Regions from separate parts of the Astyanax mexicanus genome. Here region 2 is linked to region 1. A link is a contact called in public Hi-C data. All regions are on one chromosome and are shown on one strand. The core of a region is the stretch at or near the end of the contact, and the rest is flanking DNA. Distances in the headings are between cores, read along the strand shown.

Region 1 (7,578 bases), core at 2,288-4,787:
TTTATGGAACAAAAAGTGGATCTTATATAGCACTGCACAAATAACCATTTAAAGCAGCTTCATTTTGCAAGATATTGTTTGAAAGAGTTTTTTTACAAATATAGTTTGTTTTCTCTGCTCCGAATCCGTTGAGGAGTTTTTAAACTTTTTTACACCAAAAAGTAAAAAATTCAAGTGCACCAAAATTCATCTTAAGAAATCATATGAGAATGTTTTCTCTCAGCTTATTAGTCAGAGCTCTCTTGGGCAAGCAGTTTGGACAGAATTGGGACTAGATCCTAGATGCAACTCAGACTCAGCATGTGATATTTGGCCCTGAATTTTTTTTTATCTGGACAGATGTTTCACAAACAAAAATCCACAGATCCTGAATACCAAAAACATGTTGGATTCTGTCAGGCAGGGGATGGGCAGCAAATCTGGTTTGGGATGTTCTCAGGATAGATCACAAACATTTAGCATTCATGAACTCGACCTTATTCTCTCTTTCTGTGCCTTTTTTACGTATCCCAAGAAGCAAGGCACTATCTGCATCGTCTGAACTCTGCCAGTATGGTTTGCTATTAATCTAAAAAGGTCATACTGACTTTTAATATGTATATTTTTAAGGTTTGATCAGTATGACAAGCTAATTGTTATAACCTGGTGCAGTGAACCAACTGAAGCCACATCAGATCCAAAGGTTTCTGTAGTGTATCTTTAGCAAAAACGAAATCCTCAGATATCTCAAGCAGCAGGGCACCACCTGTGTCATCTGCCCTCTGGAAACGTACTGTACAGGCGGTGCAGGGAGGAACATGGGAAACAGACTGGACCAAACCGTCACTGAGGTCACAGAGGCTTTAGTGTATTTGTGTGTTTGTGTATGTGTGTCTCAAAAAGAAAGATAGAAAGAGAAAGAGGCTGACCTCCCCGCTGGAGAAAATACACGTTAAATATCTGAAATATCTGTGCAAAGGGAAATACAAGGTCACTGCATGTTTCCTGATCCTAACGAGGTGCTTTCCCTTTTCATTATACCCTCCCTCTATTCTTCCGCTTTTTAGACACACACACACAAACACACTAGGGCTGGGCGATATGACTAAAAACTCTTATTTTGATATGATAAAGTATCAGTATTTTTTTTAACACCTGGATTAAAGTGTATGGGAACAGACTATAGATTAAGCCTAGTCTTAGACTACACAGAACAGTTTAAAAGGAAAATATAGTTCATGACTAGATTTAATCCTTGTCTGAGTAAACTGCCCCATAGTATATTTAAAGAGTAAATAACACACACACACAAACACTCCCCTTCCTTGAGGTCTTCCTAACAGACAGGCCAAAAATAACCTGCTCCTCATGTCAGTGGGATCTATTTCCTATGTCTGGCATTTGCCCCTCACCCCCAACAGTACACACACACACACACACACACACACACTCGCACATGCTGAAGGGTGAAGGCGCCTGATCAGCTCCGTGCCCGCCTGCCCGTGTGTATCTCCATTCCGTTGCATCAGGCTGGGCCACTGTTTCCATGACGATGCCCTACCCTGCCTGTAAAGGCAGCCTATTCGATATAAGTGACAGGCAGAGAGAGATAGAAAGAGAGAGAGATGCTTGCTGTTAACTACACATTCACGTACACATGTTTAGGGCTGCACTATATATATATATATATATATATATATATATATATATATATATATATATATATCCTGTATTCATATCTCCCCTGTTATATCAGAAAATGACTGCAAACCACTAGAGGGAGCATGCGAATGATAGTAAATGGAGCTAATAGGCTAATCTCAAATAAAAATTGTAACTAATAACTTGGATAGGATTTTCCTTTCATTTTGGAATTTAAAATAAAGTATTTCACTAAAAAAAAACAAGAATTTACCTACGTTTGTCATTACATTTTTCTACAGCAAACAGGTTTTAGGTAGAAGGTGCTAGTATTGCTGCTACTTTGAGCTGACTGGCAGGTTAGCTGAAGCTAAAGTAACAGCCAAAGCACGTTTAAAATGCTTAAAACTGAAGTTTAAAAGCTTTAATGAATATTTCTGTGGTGCTGAAACATTCATTATTGTTCTGTTTTGAAAAAATAGTAAATTTTTAATTAAAGATTAACAAACTCTGGTTTTGCTTAATTGCTCCATATGAATCCTTTCATTGACTCTGAGTCAGATTCTCACTCAGAATTGATTCTCCAGTGGGTATTGTGCTCTCTATTAGAGATTCTCTGACATGACTTTTTTTTAAGAATGGCTAGCTGCATCTAAATGATGTGTTTGTGCTTGCTGGAGTGGTAAGTGGAGACCTCTAGTGGAAGCCTCCAGTAACACTTTAACAAAGCGGTTGTTTACATGAACCCATAACCAAACAGCAAGTATCTCTCTAACCTAAGGGGAGATAAAGAGTATGGCTGTTCTAAAATCTGTTCTCTTAGTGTCTGTTTAACTGTGAACCAAATACTTCCAGCCAGCAAAAGAGTACACTTTTTTAACCCACCATAGATTTCTAATTAGTATGTACACAAGACACTGCTCCCGATATGTCACTACTCTACAATCATAAAAATAAAAAGATACTGTGTAGCCACAGGGGTTGCCAAAGGTTCTCGAGAGGTAAAATGCCATTAAAGAATAACTCTTGGTTTCATAATAAACCAGGCTTTTAATAGAGATGTGAAATAAGTGTGAGGAACTCATTAAGCCTTTGAGACGTGTTGGTCACTGAAAAAAAAAGTTTTTTTTTTCCTTTCCATTTTTCTTTTTTTTTTCTGAAAATGTAGCACACAAAAATGATCTAAGAACTGTAGTTTTTTGTCCTACTAATACTGATGTTTTGACCACCTCAGTGGACACATTATTAGATTATTTAATTATTTAATTTTTCAGCACATAAACAAACCTGCATTGCACCCAAGCAAGAAAAACCAGCATGCTTCTGTTTTTAAAGGAGAAATCCAGTAGTGAAATGGACTTGGGGTGTAGAGAAACATGTATTTCCACTGAATACACCTCAAGTCAGTTTTCTACTAGATTTCTCCTTTAATTAAACACAAATGATATGTAGTCAACAGAGAGAAATTATCTTTAACGATGCAGCTAAAGAATTACAATCCAAATCTGCTGTAGTTTAATGGTTTATAATTGTATTTCAGGGATGAACAATCAGTAAATCTTGACATTTATGCTAAATCTGAATTAAAAGTGTTAACAAACCGTCCATTGGTGTAAAGGTTTGCACATTGGTTTATGTTCAAGAAAACCAACCAACTAAAGCACCTTTATTGATTCAGTATATTATACAGTATCATGCTGGTGTCACTTTGCCCAGCATGGTCAAAGAATGTAATTAAATGGCGTAAAGAACCTTGATCCCTATTACACGCATGGATCTTCTGTCCTTCTGTTCTTATGGTGGGTTCTCTCTATTAGTGGTGTGTGTCCGCAGCCTGTGTGCGCTGACGCAGTTTCATGTTTCCCCATGTGGGCGGGTTTCTCTGAGCCGGCGTGAGCGGCATGGCAAGAGGATTAAGAAGAACTGTTTTGCTGCGGCCTCTTAAGCTGCTGCGTTTAGGTTCTGGCTGCAGTGTCCACTCACATCTGCCCGTGGGGGGTGTAGTGGGTGGTGGGTGTTTTTCACACCACTGCAGTGCAGAGGTGCTGTGTGTGTGTGTGTTTTTTAGTGTGTGCTCCCCAGGATCTAACACTATTAGCACACGTTAGAGAGATATACGCACATTCACTCATGTGCACTGGATTACTGTGGGAAATGCACAGCTGGAAATCCACTAAGCAGGTGCCATGTCGGCCAAGTGAGTCACCTTTGAACAGAATACAAGCGTAAGGAGAGCTTTTATTCCTTCCAAAACAACCAAACGCTTGTGGACTTACCTCCCTTTTAGTCTGTTTCACATGAGGAACCTAGTGGGTCCTAGCGGTCGTTCTTATAATCCACCTATTATTATTAAAACCTTATTGTTTTGGTATTAATCTAAAAGGTTCCTACTGACCCAATTTTTTTAATACTTCCAGCACTAATATCACATAAATAGGCATAATCAAAATAGGCAAAATAGGCATAATCAAAAATTCATACAGTGTACAATAAAATCAACAAAAATCTCTTGTAATTCCTTTATATCTTTGCAAGTGAAATCCTCTCATAAATCTGGTCTAAATATGTTGTATTTCTCATTAACATTGTTGTAAGAATACTATAAGATTATTCCATGTATTTCTAACATATGTTTACTTGTTTTAAGCAATAATTTCCACTGAAAACAACACTTATTTTATGTGAGATAAACACTTAAAACAATTAAGTGGATTTAAAGTAATAAATCTGATAAAATTACTATAATATTTTTCAAAATGAGATATTAAGAAATATTACATATTAAGACTACATTAAAGAGGATTGTACCTGTTTAAGATAAGGTAACATTTTACAATAAGGGTACATTAATGAACTTTGTACTTATTAAGAAAAATTGTCTTAATTAGTTATTGATTGACACTAGTCTAGACTTAATTAATCATTACAACATTATTTAACTAATGTCTAAGTAATAGTAATGTAATGTAATAGTGTCAATTAATAATTAGTTGAGACTTTAATTAAATATTTAACAATGTTTTTACTGTTCTAGATACTGTTAATTGATGTACCCTTATTGTAAAGTGTTATCTTTAGTAAGGTTTTGCAGTGTTTATTTTTTGTGCTTCCTTGTTCATTACTTTTTTATGACCACTCCGTCCCAAAGAGAGATAAAATGATGAATTATGAATTATAAATGATGTTTTTTGGTACACAGACCCACACAAATTGTTTAAATGTTGACATCAAAAAGCAAAATGAAGAAAAAAATGGGTCTTTTAAGTTGAATAGCCTCATAAAAAGCTTGCTTAACGTTTGATTAAACAAATTGATTAAAAAGTAACAGTACACAACTAATTCTTCTAGGCCCATTGTAGACCCAAATCCTCTGCCTGGTTTCTTCCCCACTTACAGAAGCATGACACAGCCTCGCTCAGCCAGCCTCTCAGAGATATACAATTACACATCCAGTCCAAATCAAGGAGACCTCACAGTTCTCGAGAAGGAAGGAAGGAAGGGCTTGAGGTCTTGATGTGTCCAGTTTGGAATGCAGGCTTCGAGATAGCTTCGAGATTGTTGTTTATAGATTAGAGAGGCTGTTTTCCTCTTCAGGGATTTCGGGTGGGCTGGCAGGACGGGGTGAAGACTGGCATCAGTGGTATCGCTCTGATAGAGAGGCAGGAAGGGAGTGAGGGAGCGAGGGAGTCAGAATGAGATAATGAAAGGGTGCAATTCAACAGTGTGGCAAAGAATAAAATCGTGGCATTCCTCTTAATGGCCTTATAAACAATCTAATTATCTGACATCTTATCATACAGGAGTGTGTTTTATGAAGTTATGAAGTTTTTAAAACATTTATTTACTCCAAAAAGTCAAAAACAAGTGAGAGTTAGTGTTTTATTCCTGAAGACTCTTATAGCTTATTCAGCTCCTCATGTCATAGAGATGCCATCATGCTTTACTGAGCATTAGAAGGCCTTGTATGAAGCCTGTTGATGCCAATGCAAAATGCAATTATGTCTGTTACACACTGGCGAAGCAAAACATTATGACCACCTAATTTTTTCTACACAAATGATCAATGTTGGACACGTCGTAGTCCTATAATTACAGAATGTCCTGTATCTGTTTCTCTGCATATTCAACACTGTTATCCTCAGGACCTCACAGGACCACCACAGAGCAGATATTATTATTTGTGTGGTGGGTCATTCTCAGCACTGCAGTGAGTAACACTGACATAGTGGTGGTGTGTTAGTCTATGACACAGCAGTGCTGCTGGAGTTTTTAAACTCCTCACAAAGAAATCCTAACGTGTGAAATGATCCTATTTCATGACAATAAATATTATTATTATAATTTTTTTTGTCCCATTTTCTCCCAATTTACACAGCCAATTACCCAACCCACTCATTAGGACTTCCCCTATCACTAGTAATACCCCAACACACCAGGAGAGCCCTTGTGCTTAGCGTCACCCTGGAGTGATGTTGAGAGGGAGCGCCATCTACCCACCCAGAGAGAGCATGGCCAATTGTTCCATCTCAGGGCTCTCTGTAGCCGATGGCAAGCTAAATGAACTGGATTCGAACTGGCAATCTCCTGATTATAGTGGCAGCGCTTTAGTCCGCAGGATCACTCGGAGCCTGGCAATAAATCTACTTATTTTCTCTGATGAGAATTTTAGTATTACAAAGCATTGTGTAAGTGTACGATTATTTAGCTCATTTTAGGAATAATTATCTTTATCAGCCTTACTTAAAATTATACAGCTTATTTTATGTCGCACAAAACAAAACAAAATAAGCACAAAAATCAAAATACACGTTATTATGGCTGTAGTGTCTCAATTTATGCCGGAAAATAATTTTGTATGATTTTTATTGCTTAATATATAAACATATATCTCATTTTATGTATATTTTTCTAGTTTTTGAGAATGGATCTTTTGCAGTAAACAGTAACCCACCACCCAAATATTGCCTGCCCTGTGGTGGTCCTCTGGTGGTCCAGGCCACTAAAGAACAGAGTGAAAGGAGGATAATAATAATGTATGCAGAGAAACAGAAGAACTACAGTCTACTGTATGTGGTGCTTCAATATGTGGAGTATATAATAAAGCAGACAATGGTTGCAGTAACAAGGGCATGGTCATAATGTTATGCTTGAAGGTTGATGGTTGTAAGACATTAAGAATACATCAGAATGATTAAGTACTGAATAATGAAATATATAAGCCTAATTATAATATGCTTGCAGTTTTAAATAAAGGTTGAGTAAAAAGTAACAGGAAAAAAATAAGTGGTATCTCCTCCTTCCTGAGGACATCTGCTTTTTTCACTCCATTTGATAGAAGTGCCATCATGCTTTTCTTTTTTAGCATAAGAAGGCCTCGTATGAAGGCCTGGTGAGTTGAAACAGGTTCTCCTTTGTTTGTTGTAATGTAATCGTTGCCTAGCCCGAGTCGCGAGGTGAAAGAGAAACAGCCAGAGGCGACTGGCTTCTGCCCAGATCTGCGCTTTTTTTCTCCTTCTTTCTTGCGGATGAAAAATCACTTAGAAAATGACTCCCAAAAACATGCTATAATGGAGCTTTACTGGGGGCGTCTCTTTCTCTCTCCTTCTCCGTCTTTCTCGTTCCTGTCTTTGTCTTTCCACTCTCCATCTTCCATCCTTTTGTCTGCAAAGCGTCCTCCCATTTTGAGGTTTGCGTTTTTTTTATTTGCTGATTTATTTTTGATTTTTGAATGATTATCAAGCTGTTTCGCTGTTGTAAAAATGTCCTTGTTGTTGTTTACATGAATTATCTTATTATCTTATTATTAAGTTATTACTGTCCTGTCTGTCTCTGTTAACAAAAAGGGAAAAATTATTATATGGAAAGAGAAAAAACATTAATTACGTGGTGGAGGGTTTACATTCACCTTTATCAGTGATTATTGTCTTATTGTATGCATTGTATTTTATTTGATTTTAT
Region 2 (7,578 bases), core at 2,372-4,871, 81 kb before region 1:
GTAATTCAGTGATCTAAAGCAGGACTATACAGAAACACCAGCGCACTTTCTTTCACAAAAAAATGGCTTATGTGGCATTCATTTATACAAGAGACCACAACAAGAAATTAAATAAACGATGGAATGAGAGTATGGAATAAAAATAATTTTATGTCAAGGTTATGCAAAGAATTATCCAGCAGTAGAATTCAGTAAGCTGATTGTTGTGCTCTATTAAAACAGTTCATCTTACTTCTGGGAGGAGGAAAATAAGCAGGTTTCTCAGAATTGTCTTTGAGATTGCTCAGGAAAGTGTTACTTTATTCAGGAGTTTTATTGCTATGTGCTATGTGCTAGTGTGGGGGAAAAAAGATTATTATAATTGTATTATAATAAGAAGAAGTAAAATCAGTGTTGTTGTTTTTTTTTTTTTCATTTTAAATATTGTGATACCACAAGTTCTTAAAAACTAAAGGCGACATGCCTTTCTACTGTATTCAGGTGCTCTAATAAATCAGAGCCTAACAGTTGCAAGTTGGAAGTTTTCCTTACAGCAGAATTTAGCAGCTTTGTGTGTTGTGTGTTCTGTAAATCTTGGTAAGCTGTTGTGAATCATGACAGTTTGTTAAACTGGCAGATGGGGATGTGCAGATGTGTGGATGTGTGGATTTTACTTGGTCCCAAATCTAAGCAGAGTTTTAAATAGCATTTTAAATTGACAAATCCAAATAGATTAAGGTTTATTCTCACTGTGTTGTGTTGGTTTGGTAGATAGGCTTGTATGTCTAAAATATAAGGAGATTATCTTTGTACCTTGTTTAATATAAAAGCTGCATGTAAGCTTGAAGGGAGCTGCGTACAGTTTTTAAAAAATGTGAAATTAAAATTTATTTTTTGTTGCTGTTGGCTTGTTTCATACAGGTTTTATTGTGCTTGTACAGTTTTGACTCTTAATGTAAATGTAAATGTAAAATAAATTAGTTTGATGAAAAGAAAATGTTTGAATGCTCTAAATTGTGCTGTTTGTTAATATTATAGCACCACTATGGCACATCTTTAATTAAAAAAAATAATAAAGTAATATTTTATCCAGTTGTTATGTAAGAACAAAAAAAAATGAAATCATAATCATAAATCACTTAAATATTTGTAGAAAATTGAGATTTCATTTATTTACTATATCGCCCAAGTTAAAATGCTCAATTGGATATATTACTTTTTGGTAAATAATAAAACTGATGTTTATTTCAGTTGTTATGTAAGAACTTTAAAAAAAATTAAATCATAAGCAAGAATCGCTCAAATATTTTTAGGATATTAAGATTTTTTTTACCACATCGCCCAGCCCCAAGGTACAGTTGTCCAATTAGCTATATCTCTGATAGTAAAGAACGTTACATAAAAGTTAATGCTTTGGTTGCATTACTTTTTTTAAGGTTGATAATTGAAATACAAACTTTAAATCACTTTAAACTTAAAAAAGTGCCCAATATGCAGTAGTTAATGTTAAAATTCTAAATGAACACTGAATCAACTTTCATTTAAAGGTTTTGAATGGTTAGGGCTCTGAATCTACACTTGCATTAATGCTTATAGGAGAAAGGTGCTTCCCACAAACACTGCAATATTACAGGACAAGCTTTAAGAACAGAATACAAACAATATATACATATTTATTGCATTAAGTAACGTGTTATACAAACCATATACAGCTCTGGAAAAAAATGAGACCACTTAAAAATCTTTGAATTTACCACAATAAAAACCTCTGGAATGTAATCAAGAGTAAGATAGATAATCACAAACCATCAAACCATTTTTGGAATTTGGAAGAAATGTCTCTAAAATGTTCATTTTACTCAAACATGTACGTATATACATATAAATAGCAAAATCAGAGAAGATTCAGAAACTAAAGTGGTCTCTCAATTTTCTTAGAGCTGTATATACAACTATAACGTTAACTCAATGTTAAATCAACGTAAAATCGATGTAAACAAATAAACCTATTCTGACACCGGGGGTCAATGTTGTTTCAATGTGTTTTCAATGTGCGCTGGAAAAAAAAAATGACCGTTGAGTCAACGTATGTGGGATACGTTTACAAGTTCGTTAACTGTAAAGCGAAATAGAGGGGGAAATAGAGGGGCTCGTGACGTATGTTGTTGTTATTCACCCCAGCCCGCGCTCCCCCTGCCTGGGTGTGATGAGCGTTGAATTTGTTTTCTCCCCCACCCATATTCCGACAAGCCCCGCCTCTCTCGCGCCCCAATTGGTTAGCCGTTCGCACCCACAAGCCAACCGCCGTTCTGGAATACTGACGTCCCGCCTCTTCGGATCTAGCTGAGTTCAGAGAGAGGCAAGAGTGGTTGGGGGCGGGGCTTGTCTGTCCCACTGATGAAGAGCAGTGTTTGCATGCATTATACTTTTCTCCTGTATTAAACCTAATTGATTAATTATGTATTTGTGCAAAACAGAAAGAATATTTGTTCTGAACATAATATGGAATTATTTAATATGTATGTAATCTGAGTTGCATATTCATGCTGCATGTGAAACTGTTCTTCTTCCCCCATTGCCTGAATTAGCCAATAAAAGAAAATAGACAGAAAAACAAGTGAATCAGGAAAATCCTACGGACTGAGGTCAACCCGTAAATTAGGATTTATGGCCTTGCCCACTTTGGCTCGTGAGCACCCACTGCAGAGTCCTAGAGGGAGTGTCACAGTGCTGTTAGCCAATCAGAGGCGGGATATTTGCATTTCATGAATATTAATGAGTAAGAGCCGAAATCCTGACGTTCGTCTGCCACTAAACTAAAAAAGCCTGAAACCGGAGAAACGGATAATTTTTTTTCCACAAGAACCAGCTCACAGGTCATTCATTCACACTAGAGACCACCTGAAAAAATGAAGAAAAAAAAAACGATTAAATGAGACCTTTTTCATTTTAAAGGGAAATTATCATTTCTGAAAAAATTTTATTCAATGCCCAGGTAGCTAGAACACAACTGCATGTTTTAGAGCAAGGAAGCACCCAAAACTTGTAGTTGTGTTCTAGCTACCTGGGCATTGAATAAAAAATGTCAGTTTTAGTAAGTTTACAAAAAAAATGAACAGCCAAAAATACTTCTTTGCATATTCTTGCACATATACTGTACTTGATGTAGATATGCCTTGTAACATTACATTAAAAATAAATAATCAAATACATAAGACAATAAGGTATAGTATTATGTAAAAAACTAAAATGTTGTGCCATAAAAGTTAATGTCTTTAACATTAAATATACAGTGTACAAAATCATGAAAAGAAAGATAACACTGAATCACATTGAATGAGAAGACATGTGTCCAGACTTTTGACTGGTACTGTATGTAACTGTACAGTATGTATGTAACAAAAATATAGTATTTTATTTTTTCGTTTTCATAATTTACTTTAATTTGTTTAATGCTAAATTTGGAGGCTGTCGAAAGCAAAACAAACCAAAAGAAAGGAAAAGGTCGTACTGGCCAATCGCAGCACAGTTAAAGCACAGCACGACCAATCGTACTGTACGGGGGCGTGGCTTGTCTGAATGCGGGTGGGACATAAAAAAACGCGCGATAAGCAGCAGAACGGGGAGGAGCTGCAGCTGCTGTACCCCCTCCTCCTCCTGCCCCCTCTTCGCGTGATCTTTGAAGGGAGAAACGCAAAAATAACGGAAAGTGAGTGAGAGCCGCACGCGCAGATTAGGGCGTCGTGTGTTTAGTAGCCGCACGGACACACGGAGCTCGTGAGCGAGAGAGGGGTAAAGGAGAGCGGGAGAACGTGAGGAGGCGAGGAGGAGAAGAGGAGGAGATCGAGCCGTGAAAGCGTCAGGAATCGCTGCAGCGGGAAGGAGAGAGAGAGGGATAGATAGAGAGAGAGAGACCCAGGGGGGTGCCCCTTTTCCTCTCCGCATCGGCAACGCGGCTCCGGGATGGGCCGCGGCCGGGCTTGGGGACAGCGGGACCGGCTGTGTCGAGGCGGGGCTCCGCCGTGAAGACTCTGCGGTGCTTTTTAAAACCGCACACCGAACAAAGGCTCCGCGCTGCGGGAGAAAATCAGACCTGGGATGCTGTTTGACCGCCGGATCACCGCCTCATCCGCAACGCCGAGCATCTAGAGCCCCGCTGCAGGCAGGCGATGGGTGAGTGAGGGCGGCATAAGAGGGGCTGCTGGGGGGCAGAGAGGCAGGCGGGCGGTGCGGGCGGGCGGTGGGGTACCAGAGAGGGGGAGCCGCGCGGATTCACCTCATCCAGCGCGGATGGGGGATGAGGATGATGATGATGATGATGATGATGATGGGAGGAGATGATGTGAAGGTGCTTCAGCAGAGCCATGATGAGATTCAGAATACAGTGTACAGCAGCAGGCAGGTCAGGATTTGCATTTGGATGGGTTATAACAGCCTGTGAATATTATTATGACAGGGAGCTATAGCTGTAATGATTATTATTATTAGCAGCAGAAACAATAGTACTATCACTTTCACTTTCACTATCACTGCTTTATGTAAAGCCTGAGCATAACATTTTATTTAAAAAATCAAAAATAATGATTTTTTTTATGTATAATGAACGTCCTGTGGATGTGCATTAATGCAGGTCACTAACTTGCAGCTCTGAATAAAATAAGAGACCACTTCAGTTTTTCAATCAGTTTCTGAATCTCTTATTTAACTATTTATAGGTATATGTTTTATTAAAATTAACATTGTTGTTTTATTCTATAAACTAGGCACAACATTTCTCCCAAATCCCAAATAAAAACATTTTCATTTAAAGATGTATTTGCAGAAAATGAGAAATGGTGAAAATAATGAAAAAGGTACAAAGCTTTCAGACCTCAAAAAATGCAAAGAAAACAAGCTCATATTCATACATTTTCAAAAGTCCAGCAAGCAATATTTGGTGAATTAACCCTGGTTTTTAATCACAGTTTTCATGCATCTTGGCATGTTCTCCTCCACCAGTCTTACACACTGCTTTTGGATAACTTTATGCCTGCACTCCTGGTGCAAAACGTCAAGGAGTTTAGCTCGGTTTGATGATATCTTGATATCTTGATTATATTCCAGTGGGTTTCATTTTGGTAAAATAACAAAACATAATTTTTAAATGGACTCTTATTTTTTCCAGAGCTGTATATTTTAGAGGACTGTAGTAATTATTACAGTTTAGGGCTTATTATTAGCAGTAGAGCAGTAGTAACAGTAATAGTGATCCTTTCCATTTAATCCTGTGCTTAAAAAAATAATAACGATAAAAATAAGCATTACTTAATAATAAACGGCATTTATTATTATTATTATTATTATTATTATTATTATTATTATTATTATTATATAAGTCTAATTTAATGCAGTGTAAATTTGATGATGGCATTCAACAAACAACAGCCCTTGGGTCATGGGGGCAACAGACCCCTTCTATTATTGTTTATTATTATTATGACTGTAATAGGGCCTTTGAGCAGTTGTAATAGTGACTGTACTAGTATTAGAATTGGTATTGGTGTTGTTCTTTGTTTGGGGATTGTTTTTTTATGTGTACTCTTAGTACTCTTAGTCTAAGAATCAGTATTAAACTTCTATGTACAGATTTCTTCTTCCAACCCAGGGTGACTGCATGACTGCATGAGTCACTTTGTATTGTGATATTTATTTATTTTCAAATGTATTTTAGGTGGAAAATGAGGTAAAACTCATTAGTAGCAGTATTTGTAGCCATTGACTTGTTACTATCACATATTTATTAAACACTTGTACAGTTCCCTTTGCATATCCCAGCTTTGAAAGCCAGTGACGGGGCCAAGCTACAGCAGAGAAGCCCAGGGGCCTTGTTTTAGAGCCCAACATAGTAACTCAAAACTCAAAACATAACTTGCACATTAAAGTTGCAGTAGTGATTGTGTAATTTGTTTGTTATAAAATAGTTCAAGCTTAAGGTTAAAATGGAGTGCCTCCAGTTTGTGAGGGACATGAAAGTGAAAGCACAACCAAAAAGGGCTTGTTGATGCAATCTCAAGAAGGGTATATGGTTAATGATATTAAAAGCCTTTACTCTGCTTTCTCCAGAAGGCACATTAGTTTTACACATTCTACATTCTATATGTACGTTTATAGATAGATCAAGTAAATAAAAATTAGCTAAAAACAGCAACAGTAGACTGACAGAGTGGCTAGCACACAGAGCAGAATACAACACTGGCTTTAATGAGTGTCTGCGTCTGTGTAGTACTGTCTAGTGGATGAACAAGGCACTGATTTAGTCTGTGGCCAAGGAATCTTTGAGTGTATGTTTGAATGTATATTTTAGGCTAAAACAGCATCTCAGACATTGAGCAGTGCATTCATAATCTTTGTGAGGGAGTTTAGATAGGGGTATTAAACTCTTTAAACTTTTTCTTTTTGCCATTTTTCTTGTCATTTTCTCTAGAATGGCATATTTCACATCAGCCCACTTCAAACTATACATTTTCCTATGCAGATTTTTCTTCCTTTTAAAGACCTTCTTGACATCTTACACAACAAACAGGTTTGAAGTTTTGAGGCAGGTTGCTATTCTGTAGCTTTCCTTGAGAAAGCAGGTTACAGAGACTTGCTGTGATGGTCAGGGTACACACATGACCCTGACCCCTATATTTTTCTAAAAACTCAGTATATATGATTACATTGTGCTGTGAGCATCTGGACTAAGCTCATCCATTCCAGAGTTCCAGAGTTTCTGTGGCTGTTTGGATAAATCAAGGCGAACATAAATAGCCTAATTTTGGTCAGAAAAAGGCAGGCCGAGCTTTAATCATGTCACATTAAATAGGCCATATCTGCATCCACCAAGCTCAATTTATAATGTTTGTGCGGTTTCATGGCCCCAAACAGCAATCATTCATTTTTACAACACTACTTTCCATCCTTGGTTTATGCCTTTAGCTTTATTTATCCCGCAGTTTGACCAGGCTGCTTTGGCTACCCATCTCTTATAGACTGATATAAGTAAATAACTTCAAACCCATCCACCTGATTGGATGTTTTCCTGAATTGTTTGCCCCATTCAAATAACAAATAGCTTTAGCATGAACGGGTGGAGCTATTCTACTGAAGACTGAATAGGCCAACACACATGTGCATAGGCTACATTGTTTCAGCATTTATATGTTATATTACAACAATACAATCTGTTAAACTCTTCCAATTTTAGAGAGCAATGTCTACAGATATAGATTATATCCAGCCAATACCTTTTATTTTACTCCAATCCTTTATACCTAGTTTGCATTATCTATATTATGACATTGGATTATTGTTGTCTGGTGAAGTTTGGTAAAAATTCCTGTATTTTTTCATATTACAATATTTGGGGTGGGCAATATGGCAATTCTTTATCAGGATGTATCAGGATGATCGTATTGTATTGACAATACACTTTTTTCAAAGTATATCAAGTAGCCCAGCTGTACTCTTAATTTTAAAGAGAATAATAAGTCCTGTTTAATTGGAGAAATTAAAGTCACTGTTTTCTGTCTACATTTATCTGTATTGTAATCACAACAGATACAGCTCTGAAACAAATTA

Evidence for each region. A called contact is a pair of places that touch in the nucleus more often than the background predicts.
Region 2: a Hi-C map of muscle shows a contact between it and region 1, with 5 times the contacts expected there. The contact joins the promoter of mgat3b here to the enhancer-like site in region 1. A contact is called at or near these places in 2 of 3 Hi-C or Micro-C datasets (both in muscle).

What each region holds. Positions count from the first base shown.
Region 1 is chr5:32,243,695-32,251,272 of AstMex3_surface, reverse strand. No RefSeq gene overlaps it. Among protein-coding and RNA genes, the nearest start is that of LOC111193745, 22 kb to the right of the region's middle. Within about 2 kb of position 3,537, the one cell type or tissue checked has an H3K27ac peak away from gene starts, as active enhancers do.
Region 2 is chr5:32,325,157-32,332,734 of AstMex3_surface, reverse strand. mgat3b (beta-1,4-mannosyl-glycoprotein 4-beta-N-acetylglucosaminyltransferase b) reads left to right here and starts at 3,621. Exons shown (of 3, transcript XM_022675528.2): 1 at 3,621-4,152.